Linked DNA regions of Pan troglodytes: region 2 is linked to region 1. Evidence: chromatin contacts called from public Hi-C data. All regions are on one chromosome and are shown on one strand. Each heading gives the region's core, a stretch centred on a gene start, on an enhancer-like site or on the middle of the called end of the contact. The rest is flanking DNA. Distances are from core to core; before and after follow the strand shown. Region 1 overlaps STARD13 (StAR related lipid transfer domain containing 13). Region 2 overlaps STARD13 (StAR related lipid transfer domain containing 13).

Region 1 (7,326 bases), core at 1,327-3,826:
TCCCAGATAAAAATATTTGAAAAAAAATTAAAAATAAAAGAATAACCGTACAACAATAAAAAAAATTTTTAAATACAAGAATTATTTACATAGCTTATTTATTTGTTTATTTATTTTTGAAGACAGAGTCTTGCTCTGTCACCAAGGCTGGAGTGCAGTGGCATGATCTCGGCTCACTGCAACCTCCACCTCCCGGGTTCAAGTGATCCTCCTGCTTCAGCCTACCAAGTAGCTGGGATTACAGGCACACACCACCATGCCCAACTAATTTTTGTATTTTTAGTATAGACAGGGTTTCACCATGTTGGCCAGGCTGGCCTCGAACTCCTGACCTAAGGTGATCCACCCATCTTGGCCTCCCAAAGTGCTTGGATTACAGGCATGAGCCACCATGCCTGGCCTATTTACATAGCATTTACATTGAAGCAAGTATTACATGTAATCTAAAGATGATTTAAAATATATGTGGGATGTGCTCGGTTACATGCAAATACTATGCCATTTTATATCAGGGACTTGAGCATCTACAGATTTTAGAATGGGTGAGGGGAGCCTGGAACCAATCCCCTGTGGATACCAAGGGATGACCCTATATACTAAAATGACACTGAATCATGAAGCTGTTAAAATCTTTAAAGTTTCAGGTAAACCTCAGTCATCTGGAAAAGTTATGGGAATGCCCCGGACCTGCAGTCAGAAATAGAGTCTGCAGTTTGTGCCCCAGCTTTCTCCCTGCTGGCCATGTGACCAAGGCCATTCTTTAACAGTTAGTTTTCTAAGATGTGTGTCTAAATAGAGCTCCAAAGTGAGATGGTAAATGTGAACGCATGCCACAAGTTTTTATTATGTTCCCTTCAACTCAAGATGATGCGCATGGCCCAAACCACAACTCCCCCAAATCTGCCCCTCCTCCAGTCCCTCATTCATAATGTAGGGTTCTCTAATGCCCTAGCCTGCAGGGCAGTGAGGCCAGCCTGAGTAAGCCCTCATGTGTGTTATAGGAGTCCCAGGACTACGAAGCACCAGAGCTCATACCCAGTCTAAAGAAAGCCACTCAGCCACCACCCATGTGCCAGGCCTGAGCCTCGTCTCCCTGGTGCCTTGTGCAATGTGTGGCACAGTGAGAGCCTGGCCCTGCTGTCCTGAAAATCTTCACCCTGTCCAGGGCCTTAGGCACCGATGGCTGCCAAGTCAGCAGCTTGAGGGCCTGACCAGCCCCTCATCTCCACTCCCAGTCCATTGCCGTTGAGACTTTCTTCACTGTGTCTCACCCTTGAGATAAATTTGAAGTTACAACTGTCCTTTATCACTCACTCAGCCAACTGAGGAGTGTCCTGAGATGCAGGACTTTAAGTTTTAAAACTGGGATGGTAGGTCATCCTATATATAGCCCAACTTAAACTCTATCTCCTTCTAAGCTAGTGTCCCAATCTCTCCAGTTGGAAATAAGTATTATTTTCTCTCTTCTTTATATGCCCACAACATTCTGACTATGCCCGTATCTTGGCACTTCGCAGGTATTAGAGTTCTTTCCCAAGTGTTTCTGCTTCCTTCACCAGGTTCTTAGCATCTTGCAGTTATGGTTCTTCCATCCTCCTCAGTGCCTCGCTGGCACTTTGCACATCAGGGGTACTTAAGACTACTTTGCATAAACTGAACAAATTAATCATTCAAACATAAAATGAGTAAAGACCGACCTTACGTGTCATAATGGACTAAGTAAACAGTGTTTTAGAAGAGATAATGTGATTCTCAGATGAATCAACATGAGGATAACAGGAAATAGGCTGAGATTTCAGCAAAAGAGAATTCTTGTGCATCAGAAAGCAGCCCTTGACCGGAAAGGGTGATGAAAAAAAGTGGATATAGCTTACAAAAGAAGATTATGAAAGCTCCACTTTCAAAATCGTTCAGCAGTGTCCCAGCATTCATGAATGTTTGTTTAAAATGAAGATTTTTCTGAAATAAAGGGCTGGGCAAAGTAATGTTGGAGGCAGTGTTCAGGCAGGCCGCCTCCAGGAAACCCAGGGTGCCAGGATGAGTATTCTCCCTATTTCTACCAGAGCAGCCACGCCTCTTCTTCTTTCTAACCAAGGTAGGATGTGCATGTACCGGCTTTTTCCTGTCCAGGTTGTGACTGTTTAGGTTTAGAAGTCAAGAGCGTGACAATAAAACTAACTAGCTGCAGATGATGATCTTATGTTGCAGCTGAATACTTTTCCAATACAAGATTTATCTGGGGACGTAAGACTCAGTGAATTACCATTTGCCATGGTCTTCACTGGAGAACCATGGCTACAATCTCCTTCTTCCCCACGTGGACTGACCATCTGCTCCCAATAATTGCAAATTCGCTTCCAGGCCTCATAAAGTCTCCCTGTGTTCTTGCTTGTCTTTGAAATGCCTCAGGCAACTGCTCTTCTCTCCAATGGAGCAGCCACAACAGCTGTGGGATTCACTAGGGTTTGTCTCTGCTCCATTTCTGGCAGCAGGCAACCACCACTAAGCCACTCTCCAAAAAAGCCTGCAAATTGTAAACCCATTAAGGTTTAACTCCTGGGGGACAACAAAGAGAGCTGCCTTTGAATGTGAGCTCTGTGTGCCTCACTGAGGCTTCTGGCACAGGGGCTCGTCCTCAGGGCCAGGGTGATGCGTAGGGAAAGTTACAAGCTTCTGAGGGAATATTTTCACAGGTTTTCCAAACAAAGGGTTCTTTCTTCCAACCCCATACAACTCTCTTCTGATTGCTAATTAACCAAAGCTAGTGAAAAACAGGCCATTTCTGTAAATAGCCTAGAAGTAGTGTGTGTGTGGTGTGTGTGCACGCGTGCACTCGCGTGTCCATGCCTGGCACGGGTGATGTGACTTTTAATATTTTTCATCTTTGTTTGTGTTTGTTCAAGCAGACCGTGAAATGAATGAAAGTCTGTTTTGAGTTCAACAAGAGATAAAGGGTTGTTACAGGGCATCTTGTCCTTCTGGTAATTTTTCCAGCGCTCACGCAGTCTTGCAGTTGTCCTGGCAAATCGAATATGATAAGTGTTTTGCTTTAAGTTGCCCTCTTTCCTCTTAAGTTGAGAGTTAGCACAGTCTTCACCATAGGGTCGGTTTTGGTCTGTGTCATCTCAGTGTCCTGGCCGTATCTCAACTGTCTTCCCCTGTTTACTTCCATGGAGTCGCTATTTAGGAAGTCCCTTTTCAGCCCATCTGCCTTAAATCACTGCATTGTTTACTTTCCCACCAAGGAGTTTTCCCTCCATTGGTTACCTGCCTTTTAGATTGAGTATGCATTTGAAGATCTAGAAGCCCATACAGGCTACTGGCAATTTTTATTCAGGCTGCTTCCACCTAGTAAAAGCCTGCCAGAGTCCGCTGGCCTTTTGGAATGGTTGCTGAAGTCTTCAAAACTCTACTTCTTTTAACTTTGCTTTTGTGGTTACATATGAGTAGTTTCATAAGTTTTGCAATTTGGTTATCTTGGAGTTTTGAAACAATGTTGCATTTTGATTATTTTATCCACAATTATGATACTTACTGTGAGGTTATGTACCAATTAGATCCTTGTCTTACTCGTGTCTAATCAATATTTCTTATTTGTTTTAATTCTGGCCTTTTTGGTTATCAGACTCTACGTAATGGGGGAAAAAAGCTCTTCACAGGCCTCTAGTGGACATGTCGTGGAACTGCAGAAATCTTGTATTCAAGGGTGTAAAACTGTGGTGTGACCCATGTCCGAATTAGCAATCACAAACATGTTATTCATTTAGTATTTAATTTAAAGATAAATAGTATGCTTGGAAGCAAGGAAGATAGGGATACTGGTGGAATCAAACTCTTGGTTGACTGACCACAGAATATGACCAGGTTGTCCACTGTCGCCTGTTGTCCTCTGAACTGAGTTTCTTTCACTAAGGAGTCCACACAGTCTCTGTTTTATAACAGGAGCTAAATTTTAACTTCCAAAAAAAAAACCGTAAATGAACTGTACTCTTAATTCATTTTTATCAATAATTTTTATGAAGAATGCCTGATATTTTAATAGATTCATAGTTTAAATAAGAAACAATCAGTATAAATGTTTCTTCTCAAAAGAGTTGAAAATAATATGTCTCTATAAAGAAATACATGGGGGAGTAATGTGGTCCAGAGGCAACCTCAGCCTTCGCCAGAGGCTGCAATCCACCAGAATCCACCGGGGCTCCCTCCCAGCCTTCAGTGATTTTCCATGAGCACTCTATGTACTCTTCATGCTTCTGTGCCATGCTTTTATGTTGCCTTTGCCTGAAATAACTCCTCCCTTCCACCACTTCCCCACCTGGCAAAATTCTTCATATCCTTACAAATCCAAGTCAAATGTTCTTTTTTATTTGCATCTCCCTTCCCCCACCACACAACTGTTAAAAACTGCTCTGCGTTGTTTCGTTTTACTATCGCACATTCAATCTATCATTATTTTCATTTGTAAAGGGCCTGTCTCTTTCTTCTGATGGGCTTTGAGCTTCTCACATGTTGTCAGGATGGTGTTGTGCTTTGCAGTATTCTCCTCATCACTTTAACCTCAGTACCTAACACAGCTCCTGGCATCTAGTAAAGACTTTTTCAATTAACTGATACTCCTTATGGTGCTTGTCCTAGGAAAAAATGGGAGTGAGGGAAGTGTGCCTCATTTTGTCTTTGGTATCTAGGTTTGCATCCAGCATCTTGCCTCCCTGTTGTTCCCCCTCCATAGTCATGTCCAAGTTAAAGTGGTCCTAATACCCTAAATTACCTTTTTCAGGGTATTTGGAGTATAAACCTTATCTCAAATTTAAAATGAAATGCTTTGCCCTAGTGTTAAACAAGAACAGGAATTTCAAGCAATTAGGCTGATGAGAGAGTAGTTTGGGGGAATGGAATGCCTAGCTCTAAATATAGAGTTAATGACTGTCTCTTTTCCCTAAGAATTGGACTAGCTTCACTATTTGTAGAGGAAGCTTCCATGCCTCCTTTTAGATTTAACTTACAAAGTATTTTCAAGGTATTGATATGGAAAGTAGTTCTGGAACAAATTAGGTATCTGTTTAAATCCACATAGGGTTGAACTACCTGGGATCGTATTTTAGCTATCTATGAGGACAATGAGATTCTGATGAGTCCATCACTGCCAGCAGACCTTGAACTAAGATAGAAAAGACTAATGATGGAACTTTAAGGGAATGGCTTTACGGCTAGAGATCTGATGTTACTTCACATTAGAGGGCTGAGCAAAGCTCGCAGGTTGTAGATGAGACCAATTCAAAGCAACTAGTCACTGAGGCATTTTGTTATGGCCATTTAAAGGTTAGGAATGAAGTTTGCTTTGCTGAAAACACTCAGTTTGGTTTTGCTTAATTTTCTCTGGGGCAGAGGTTCTTAATCTGGCGACTTCTCTTTAAAACTTCAGAAATTATAAGAACAAATGAATATACATATGCCATATGTTTAATGGAGAGAAATGTGTTAAGATCCCTAAAAATCTTTAAAAACAGTTAAGAAGTACTGTTTTAAGAGAAAGATAGATGTTTTATAGTACGAGTCGAGTTAATAGACTTTTTACCTAAACATCGCTTGGACTAGCCTGAATATTACATTTTCATATATTGTCTAATTGTCTGTTTATGAAATGTTCTTATCTGAATAATAGAAGTAAATTTGAGGCCGGGCATGGTGGCCCATGCCTGTAATCCCAGCACTTTGGGAGGTCGAGGTGGGCAGATCACCTGAGATCAGGAGTTCAAGACCAGCCTGGCCAACATGGTGAAACCCTGTCTCTACTAAAAATAAAAAATTAGCCAGGCGTGGCGGTGCGTGACTATAATCCCAGCTACTCAGGAGGCCAAGGCAGGAGAATCGCTTGAACTCAGGAGGTGGAGGTTGCAGTGAACCAAGATCGTGCCACTGAACTCCAGCCTGGGCGACAAAACAATATTCATCTAAAAAAAAAAAAAAGAACTAAATTTGAAAGCTATTGTTCAAGTATCCTAACACTTACGGCAATAGCTGGCAGTAGACTTTTACTAAAGACTTCCTGTACTTTTATGAGGCAAAAATGAAGGAATGATTAGTTAGGGCAAAAGAACAACTTATTTATAAAAGAATGAAAAAGCACAAATAAAGTTTGTCTCTAAGAAGAAACTGCTTGGAGCTTGCATTAGTTTGCTCAGGCTGCCGTAACAAAATGCCATAGACTGAGTGGCTTAAACAACAGAAATTTGTTTTCTCACAGTTCTGGAGGATGGAAGTCTGATATCAGCATGCCAGCATGGTTGGGTTCTGGTGAGGGCTCTATCCCTGGCTTGCAGATGGCCGCCTTCTTGCTGTGTCCTCACATGGTGGAGGGAGGGCAAGCTCTCTTATGTCTCTTCTTATAAGGACTTAACTAACCCCATCATGAGGGCCCTACCTCATCTAACCCTAATTACCTCCCAAAGATCCTATCTTTAAGGATGCAGTCACACTGGGGATTAAGGCTTTAACATATGAATTTGAGGAGGAGACACACTTCGGTCCATATCACAGCTTAACCCATTTGGTGCAAGTGTTACTTCAGTTATGTAGTTTTCTAAATTTGTAATTAAATGTTACCACTAGAAGAAAATCACATATTAATATGAAGAGTTGTTTTTTTTAATTAAGGAAAGATTTAAAGAGCACAAAGCAGTATTTTATGAAACATAAAAAATATATCAAAGATCGTTGTGCCAAGGAAATGAGAAAGCTAGGTGTTTAACACCTCTACGTTTATGATACAGTGATACTTTGCTTATCCAAAATTCTGCTCTGTGGTAGCATGAGCTATACAGAAAAGACCTAAAAACAAGCAGCATAAATATTATGTACCAAAGCTCTTCTGTTTTATTCATAGGACGGTTCCTGGCATCTTTACAACTTGGTTTATTTACTTTTACTTTACACATAATCCTAACAAGCTTTGTTTCTAGGACTTTAGAGAATTAAAAAATAAAAGTTAGAAGGAAGAGGGGGACTGCAGATGTACAGATGGCGGCCAGAAGTGGTGACTGACTTGTTGATAGCAATAGAGGAGAAGAAAATAACTGTAAAAAACCAATCTGGCTCAAAGACCCTGCATGGCTGCCTGAGGTCAGGAATGGCCCTATTTCCCATGTATTTCCCAGTTTCTGGCATAGCACTTGGTATATGTTTGTTGAATGAATGAATGTTTTCTTTGGTACCAAGAACATCACAGTACAGTGTCTGATATTCATAATGTTGATCTTCAGTGATTAAGAATATATTAAATTATTTATGTATATTCCGTTTAGAAAGAAAGAAATATATCTATTTTTA
Region 2 (7,326 bases), core at 2,788-5,287, 310 kb before region 1:
TCAAATTTCACCTGGCATAGGAACATATTTAAAACAGTGGGGTTGACACAATAGCTACATCTGTGTAACCAAACCATCAAGGCTGACAAACTAAATCCAGTTGTTAGTAAAGTTAATGACTAATTCTGATCAATACATGGCCAAAAGAAAAAGAAAACACTGTATCATAAGAGCTGAAAAACATCTACCGGGAAATGACTATTTTGTGAATACTTAAAAGCCTTATAAATGTACTATTATATTTTCACTTTTTCTAAAGTATTATAATTGGCAGGGCTCAAACTAGTAAAGTTAAATATATTTCAACATTTTATTAAACATTGAAAATATTTTATCCATATCAAGTATCAGGGGCTTAAAATGAGCTATTCCAAAAAAAAGTATCTCTCATCAATACTTTCACTTTAAAAGAATTATTATAATTTATCCATATATGAAATATAAAAATTATTAGAACATGTATTAGGCTTAAATTGATTACAAATAAAAAACATTAATCTTGCCTGTAATCCCAGCTACTCAGGAGGCTGAGGCAGGAGAATCACTTGAGCCCGGGAGGTGGAGGTTGCAGTAAGTGGAGACTGCGCCACTGCACTGCAGCCTGGGCGACAGAGTGAGACTGTCTCAAAAAAAAAATTAATCCAAAAACACAATAATAAATAAATTTAGCTCATCACAAGGGAGCATGGTCATTAAAATGAGTTTAGCAGAATAGTCAATTCAAACTTATTTCCAAAGACTAACAGTATAAATTATAGGTAGTTTGAGATTTAAAATGTGGCAAACCAAAAATAGGGCAGTATAAAGGCTACAGAGACACAAATACCAATGAATGACAAAGAAAAACTGGCCCAATAGTTAGTCAAAATGTGACTAGTAGTACTATTAGGCTAAAATTAAAAGTATTAATAAGTCTATTGATTATAGCAAATAAACCGCCAAAAAGCTCTAACAACTAAGACCCCTTTAACAGCTGAATCAACTTAATTCTTAAATGCTTTTTGCCACAAATATTCATTATACATCCATTTACATATTATGTTCTTAGAAAATAAGAGAAAAAAATCAGAAAAGGAGGCTTCCACATAATAGAAATTATTTTTGAAAGAAAATCTGACGTGGGAATCCTAATCTAATTACTGTATCAAAGTCAACCAATTCTTGGTTGAAAGTAAGCTACAGTATCATTTCATAAGAGTGTTTACTGATGAAATTAGCCAGGATAAATTGTAATGTTAACAGCCATAATAAATAAATGTCATAAAATACTAATTACTTTTAGTCAACAAAATAAGGTTATTTAACAACTGTCTTAGTCCATTTATTTTTCTATAAAGGAATACCTGAGGCTGGATAATTTATGAAGAAAAGAGGTTTACTTGGCTCACAGTTCTGCAGGCTGTACAAGAAGCATGGTACCAGCAGCTATTTCTGGTGAGGGCCTCAGGCTGTTTCCACTTGTGGGTGAAGGTGAAGGAGAACCAGCATGTGCAGAGATCACATGGTAAGCGAGGAAGCAAGACAAAGCAGCAAGAAAATCGATAGGAGGGAGGTGCCAGGCTCTTAACAACCAGCTCTGACAGCAACTAATAGAAAATTCACTCATTATCACTAGGAGGGCATCAAGCCCTGTGTCAGGGATCCACCCCCATGCCTGAAAACATCTCCCATTAAGCCCCACCTCCAACACTTGGGATCAAATTTCAACGTGAGATTTGGAGGGATCCAACAAACCAAATGATAGCAATAATGCTCCCAAAATACAGCAGGTATATGAAATATAGCATTACTAATGAAGTGTGCTTTACATCTTCTCTGCCTGCTTCATTAGTGAATTTATTACAATAAAGTTTAAAATAAGGCAAAGAACATTCACCTTTCGGGCCAGGCACAGTGGCTCACGCCTGTAATCCCAGCACTTTGGGAGGCCGAGGCAGGCGGATCACGAGGTCAGGAGATCGAGATCATCCTGGCTAACACGGTGAAACTCCGTCTCTACTAAAAATACAAAAAATTAGGCCAGGCGCGGTGGCTCACACCTGTAATCCCAGCACTTTGAGAGGCCGAGGCGGGTGGATCACCTGAGGTCGGGAATTCGAGACCAGCCTGACCAACATGGAGAAAACTGATCTCTACTAACGAAAATACAAAATTTTAGCCAGGCATGGTGGCACATGCCTGTAATCCCAGCTACTCAGGAAGGCTGAGGCAGAAGACTCACTTGAACCTGGGAGCAGAGGTTGTGGTGAGCTGAGATCGCACCATTGCACCCCAGCCTGGGCAACATGAGCAAAACCCCGTCTCAAATAAATAAATAAATAAATAAATAAAACAAAAAAATTAGCCAGGTGTGGTGGCACACGCCTGTAGTCCCAGCTACTCAGGAGGTTGAGGCAGGAGAATCGCTTGAACCCCGGAGGCAGAGGTTGCAGTGAGCTGAAATCTGGCCACCGTACTCCAGCCTGAGCGACAGAGCAACCCTCCATCTCAAAAAAAAAAAAAAAAAAGAGAAAAAACAACAACAACAAAAAAAACCATGCACCTTTCCCTGATTTAAATGATTCATCAGTAATTATCCAAATACATGGTACTAGCCTATTAGGGAAATACCATGGTTTTAAGACAGTTGTTCTCAATCTTTTTTTTCTTCTTTTCACGAAGGCCCATTCAGGATAGAGGAGCAGAGAGGGGGAAGCTTACATCCAGTAAACAAAATGGCAGTGATTTAAATAAAATTGAGACCAGAAAACCGACTGCTTTCTACATTTTAGGAACTGATTATCATAAACATAAACTTATCTAACAGTATCTGTATTTCTATTTGTAGCAAGCACAAAAGTTACAGTGTGCAGCACACTTTAATCACTGCGTGATTTAATTACTGTGTCAATAAAGGCAGTGGCACAGTCAGAATTTGACAGAATTGAGAAAAGTCCTGCTGAAAAGATGAGAAGTTCTGAGATGATCATTTTTTATAATGTAAGCACTGTGTACATTTATAAATGGCACGGTAGGGATGGGAGTGGGCTGGGGGTAGAGAATTCCGTAAAACAAGGGAACTTGAGGAAATGCAAAAGACTGAAAAAAACCTGGCATCTTCCAAAGGGTAAAATTAGTATGATTGTTTAAACTGTTTTGTCCTTAATTTTAGTCATTTCTAATTTAACAGCTAAAGAACAATTACTGTATAATAACTGAAATATTTAGTATACTTGGTATTACAGCACCCTCTATCACATGATCATACACAGAATACATTTCTATGAACTGGTTGCTTTAATCTGTCAACATTTATGTAGCTCTCTACTGGTTCTAGGGTTTAGTTTACTACTTCCCATCCACGGAGTCAAAAGGACTACTGACTTGTGCAGGCTTAGTATCACCAGTATAATTTAGTACCGTCTCTCCAACAATAGCAAAAAGCATTATTGACAAAGCAATCCTGAACTCTAAATTATTCCAGGTGTGGTCCTAGTACCAACAGCATCAGAATCACCTGAAATTTTACTAGAGCTACACTAATCCAGCTGTATCCTCAGACCTTCCCTCCCAGTTATAACCTCTGGGGTTGAGGCCCAGCAATCTGTTTTAACAAGCCTTCTGGAGAATCTGGATGCATGCTCCAGTTTGAGAACCACTACTATAGGAGAAATACAATCAAAGAGTCAAGTTAACATGTGCTATCTAAACTCTAAAGGAAATTTGTTTCATTATATATTTTGATATCCACAGCACCATTCCAATAAAACATTTAAAACAACACTGTTAGTACTCCAAGATTACAGAAAAAAAAGAACATTATTAAAGGAAAATGTGTTGATTTTACTAACTTTGGGGAAATTACTTTTCCTTTCTCTGATTATCTAAAAGAAACGTGACTTGCAAAAGAATCTACATTGAGCATTTCTGAGGCTACCTTTCTGAAACTTCCATGTTCTATTTTAAAGCAAATTACTACATTCTGCTTCTTGATGGGTTCCTAACACATACACAGCAGGCTTTTACAACAGCGCTTTAATAGGCGAAAGGAAACAAAAGCTTTTACAGCAGAGGCCAATGTAAGCCACAAAGCTCGTGTCATCTTCCTACCAGGCAATTAATACAGGGTCCCAGTCCTCAAAGATTAAAGAACTGATACGGGGAAGACTGAGAATGACCCAGCAACAACGCATAAGGAAGCAAAAAATAAAAGGACGCCGTTTCTTCTGGACTTAAAACTAGAGAAAGAACAGTTGCCGCTCCATTTTGGGTTTGTAAAGCTCCTCCTACAAGCAGCTTCCGCTTCAGAGTCGCCACAAAGTCCCTCCCGCGCGGGAACTCGGCGGGGCGGAGACTCGGGTCCCTCCCCGTCCAGGGCGGGAGAAAGGAAAGCAGGGGCCACGGTTTCTCTGGAAGGTTCCGAGAGAAGGGCGCGTGCCACCTCCGCGGGTGGCGGGAGACTCGGCACCAGATGGCGCTGCCGCACCGAGAGCCAGAGCCTGGGCCGCTGGGGAGACGGGAAGAGGCGTCACCGGATCCCTTCCTTTGCGCTCGTTGCCGGAAATGTGCGCTGCAACCAGCCTCTGGTCCCGGATATTAAGACTTCTGGAGGGTTCCCGCGTGAGGGCGGGGCCAGAACCGGAACCGAACGGCGACCGACGAGCCCCGGAGCGGAAACCCGGGGCGGCGCCAGCGGGCCCTGGTTGCTGGTGCGCGCGCCTCGTCTTGGTGGGAGGGCGAGGGGCGGGGTCTCGCCGTGCGCTTGCGCACTTTGGGGACGTAGGCGCCGTCTGCGTGTGCGTCTTTTTCCATGTTTGCACGTTTGCTAGGCAGGCAAGGCGGAAATGGTGGCGTAATGGGTTTTGTTTTAAATCCCGCCCACGGGGTTTGGGTTTCTGGCAGTGAGTCAGGTTTATGGAAGGCTTTATGGAAAATTAATGGTATAAGAGGTAAAACTGGATCTGTACTGTTTTCTTAGTCCTTAGCGATCCAAATGCAGTTTGGGTGCGGTCTCAGTGCTAAGATGGACCCAGCCTTCCCCTCTAAATCTTAGTGAACCGGCTTGATCCCCCGGTCTGTTCATCTTTCAGTGTTTATTCTGAGAAGGTAGGGGTGTCACAAGGAATAAAAAAGGCACGCAAACAAATAGACTACTCGTGTGGAACCAAAAACATTTTCAAATTATTTAAGAAAGCATGTCTTCGTGTTTTTTAAACTTTTTAGCAAGCGATTCTCTTAAGGAGTTGTCTTAGTTTTTAATTTTTGTCGATACACAGTTTTATATTCTGTGTTTTGTGGTGTGGCCTTGGTCTTTTATCAAATTTTAAAGGAAAGCCTCTTGTGCAGATGTGTTACAAAGAAAAATTTTGTCATTTTTTCACTTTTGAATTTTGGAGGACCATAGTAGTTTCTGAAAGTGCATTGGCTTTGTTTTTAGATGCTGCAAGGAAACAACCAAGTGTGTTGCAGAAATAAAATCTGTATGAATCTGCATCCGCTCCGTTTAATTTTAAACTAATTCCAAAAATGTCATCTGTGCAAAGTGCTCAGTTCTCCTGGAAAATTTCTTCAGCCTTGGTAAACACTTTTATCTGGATTTCAAAGCTCTTTGCAGTCCAGGGCCTATATAAAAACAAGCCTTGTAAAAGCCAGAGGGAAAGGAATACAGGCTTTTAAGTAGATATTTTGAAAGAAACAGCAGTGGGCCGGAGGATATAAGAAAGATTGTCCGAAATTGCCAAATAAGTGTATTTCATTGTTTTTTGCTAAAACCGTTTGATAGTCTGGGTAGTTGGTACTGGAAAAAACGCTGCTGTGACGTGAGGAGTACTATGGCACCTGTTTATGTAAAAGTTAAGGGGATATTGCAATATCATTCAAGATGGGTCAGAAACAGGGCAAGAAGGAGGCAGGATATCCAAAGGGGAAGAAAAGGGGAAAATGTTGGAAGATACTAGAAAACACGTGAAAGAGGTCAGAGCTGAAGCTGTAATAGGTCTTCAAAGAGTGATCTGGAAGATTGCAAAATAGCTTTTAGACCCTAAAATCAAATGTGTGGAATATGGAATCAGTTTATTTCATCATTGCATACTTCAGCTTTGGCTATATCCCATTTAGTTGCTTACTTTTTTTTTTCGACTTTCCCATCTTTCTCTACATCGTATATAACCAACCTTAAATTGAGGGATTGCTTCATTTTGCTACCATTATACTATTAAGTTACAGTAACATAGCCCTTCACAGTTCAAAGAGTACACATATATTCAGAAATAGTGGCATTGACTCCTTTGCAAATATCCTCAACTCTTATCCCTCACTTTTAGCACTTGCCGGGCAAAACTCAAACCATGGATGAACTCCTGCATGCGTTTATCTTTTCTGAGCTTGGGCCCAGCCTGTTAACTGTTGGGTGGACTAGTGTGATCTCACACCTAAATTGGCTCTGCATATTGATCAGCTCTCCTACTCCTTTGCTCTACTGACTTTGCCCTTTCCTTCTGTAATCCAAATATTCTTTTCCCTCCTCAAATTATCAACTTCCTCAACTAATGACTTTGCCTCACACTTTATTGAAAAAAGAATTGTGAGCACAAGCCAAGAATTTTTGTGTATTCCCACCATCGAATCTATTTGTGTCTGCACTCATCAAACATCCTTGTATAGGAGTCCCCTTTATACATGGTATTGCTTTCCATAGTTTCAGTTACCAACTGTCAACCGAGGTCCAAAAATATTTAATGGAAAATTTCAGAAATATAAATTTTAAATTGCTAGAAGTTCTAAGTAGTGTGATGAAATCTCATGCTGCCTCTCTCTGTGCCTCCCAGAACGTGTATCCTCCCTTTGTTCAGCATCCACTATCACAGTTATCAACTAGCACCATATCACTGAGCTTGGATTCAAATAACCTATATTTTCCTTAATAATGTCTCCAAGGCCCAATAGTAGTGATACTGGCAATTTGGATATGCCAAAAGAAGCCTTAATGTGCTTCCTTTAAGTGGAAGGTGAAAGTTCTCGACTTAAGGAATCACCTAAGGTCACTAGGAACCAAGTGGTTGGTAAGAATCAGTCTTCTATCTGTGAAATTATGAAGAAAGAAAAAGAAATTCGTGCATAATATATTTAGGGTAGGGTACTCTCTGAGGTTCAGGCATCCACTAGGTTCTTGGAACATTTCCCCTGAAGCTAAGGGGGAACTACTATAGTTTAAAAGGGTGACAGGTCTTTTTATCAAATGCCAACACTTGCTATTTTTAGTTTTTAGTTTTAGCCATTAAGTGGGTATATGTTCAAAACTTTTGCCCATTTCAAAACTAAGTTGTTTGTAATTGAGTTGTAGGAGTT

The links. Hi-C and Micro-C count contacts between places; a contact is called where the count stands out from the background.
Region 2: a Hi-C map of stem cell-derived neural progenitor cells shows a contact between it and region 1, with 6 times the contacts expected there. The contact joins two enhancer-like sites. A contact is called at or near these places in 1 of 7 Hi-C or Micro-C datasets (stem cell-derived neural progenitor cells) and 1 of 1 datasets of contacts at active chromatin or transcription factors (stem cell-derived excitatory neurons).

Annotation. Positions count from the first base shown.
Region 1 is chr14:32,378,326-32,385,651 of NHGRI_mPanTro3-v2.0_pri, reverse strand. The region is part of intron 3 of STARD13 (StAR related lipid transfer domain containing 13); the gene reads left to right. Among named protein-coding and RNA genes, the nearest start is that of KL, 210 kb to the right of the region's middle. Within about 2 kb of position 2,576, at least 12 of the 24 cell types and tissues checked have an H3K27ac peak or open chromatin away from gene starts, as enhancers often do. A contact at or near this core is called in stem cell-derived neural progenitor cells, where this site is marked.
Region 2 is chr14:32,692,237-32,699,562 of NHGRI_mPanTro3-v2.0_pri, reverse strand. All of the region lies in intron 1 of STARD13 (StAR related lipid transfer domain containing 13), which reads left to right. Among named protein-coding and RNA genes, the nearest start is that of STARD13, 130 kb to the left of the region's middle. Within about 2 kb of position 4,037, at least 21 of the 24 cell types and tissues checked have an H3K27ac peak or open chromatin away from gene starts, as enhancers often do. A contact at or near this core is called in stem cell-derived neural progenitor cells, where this site is marked.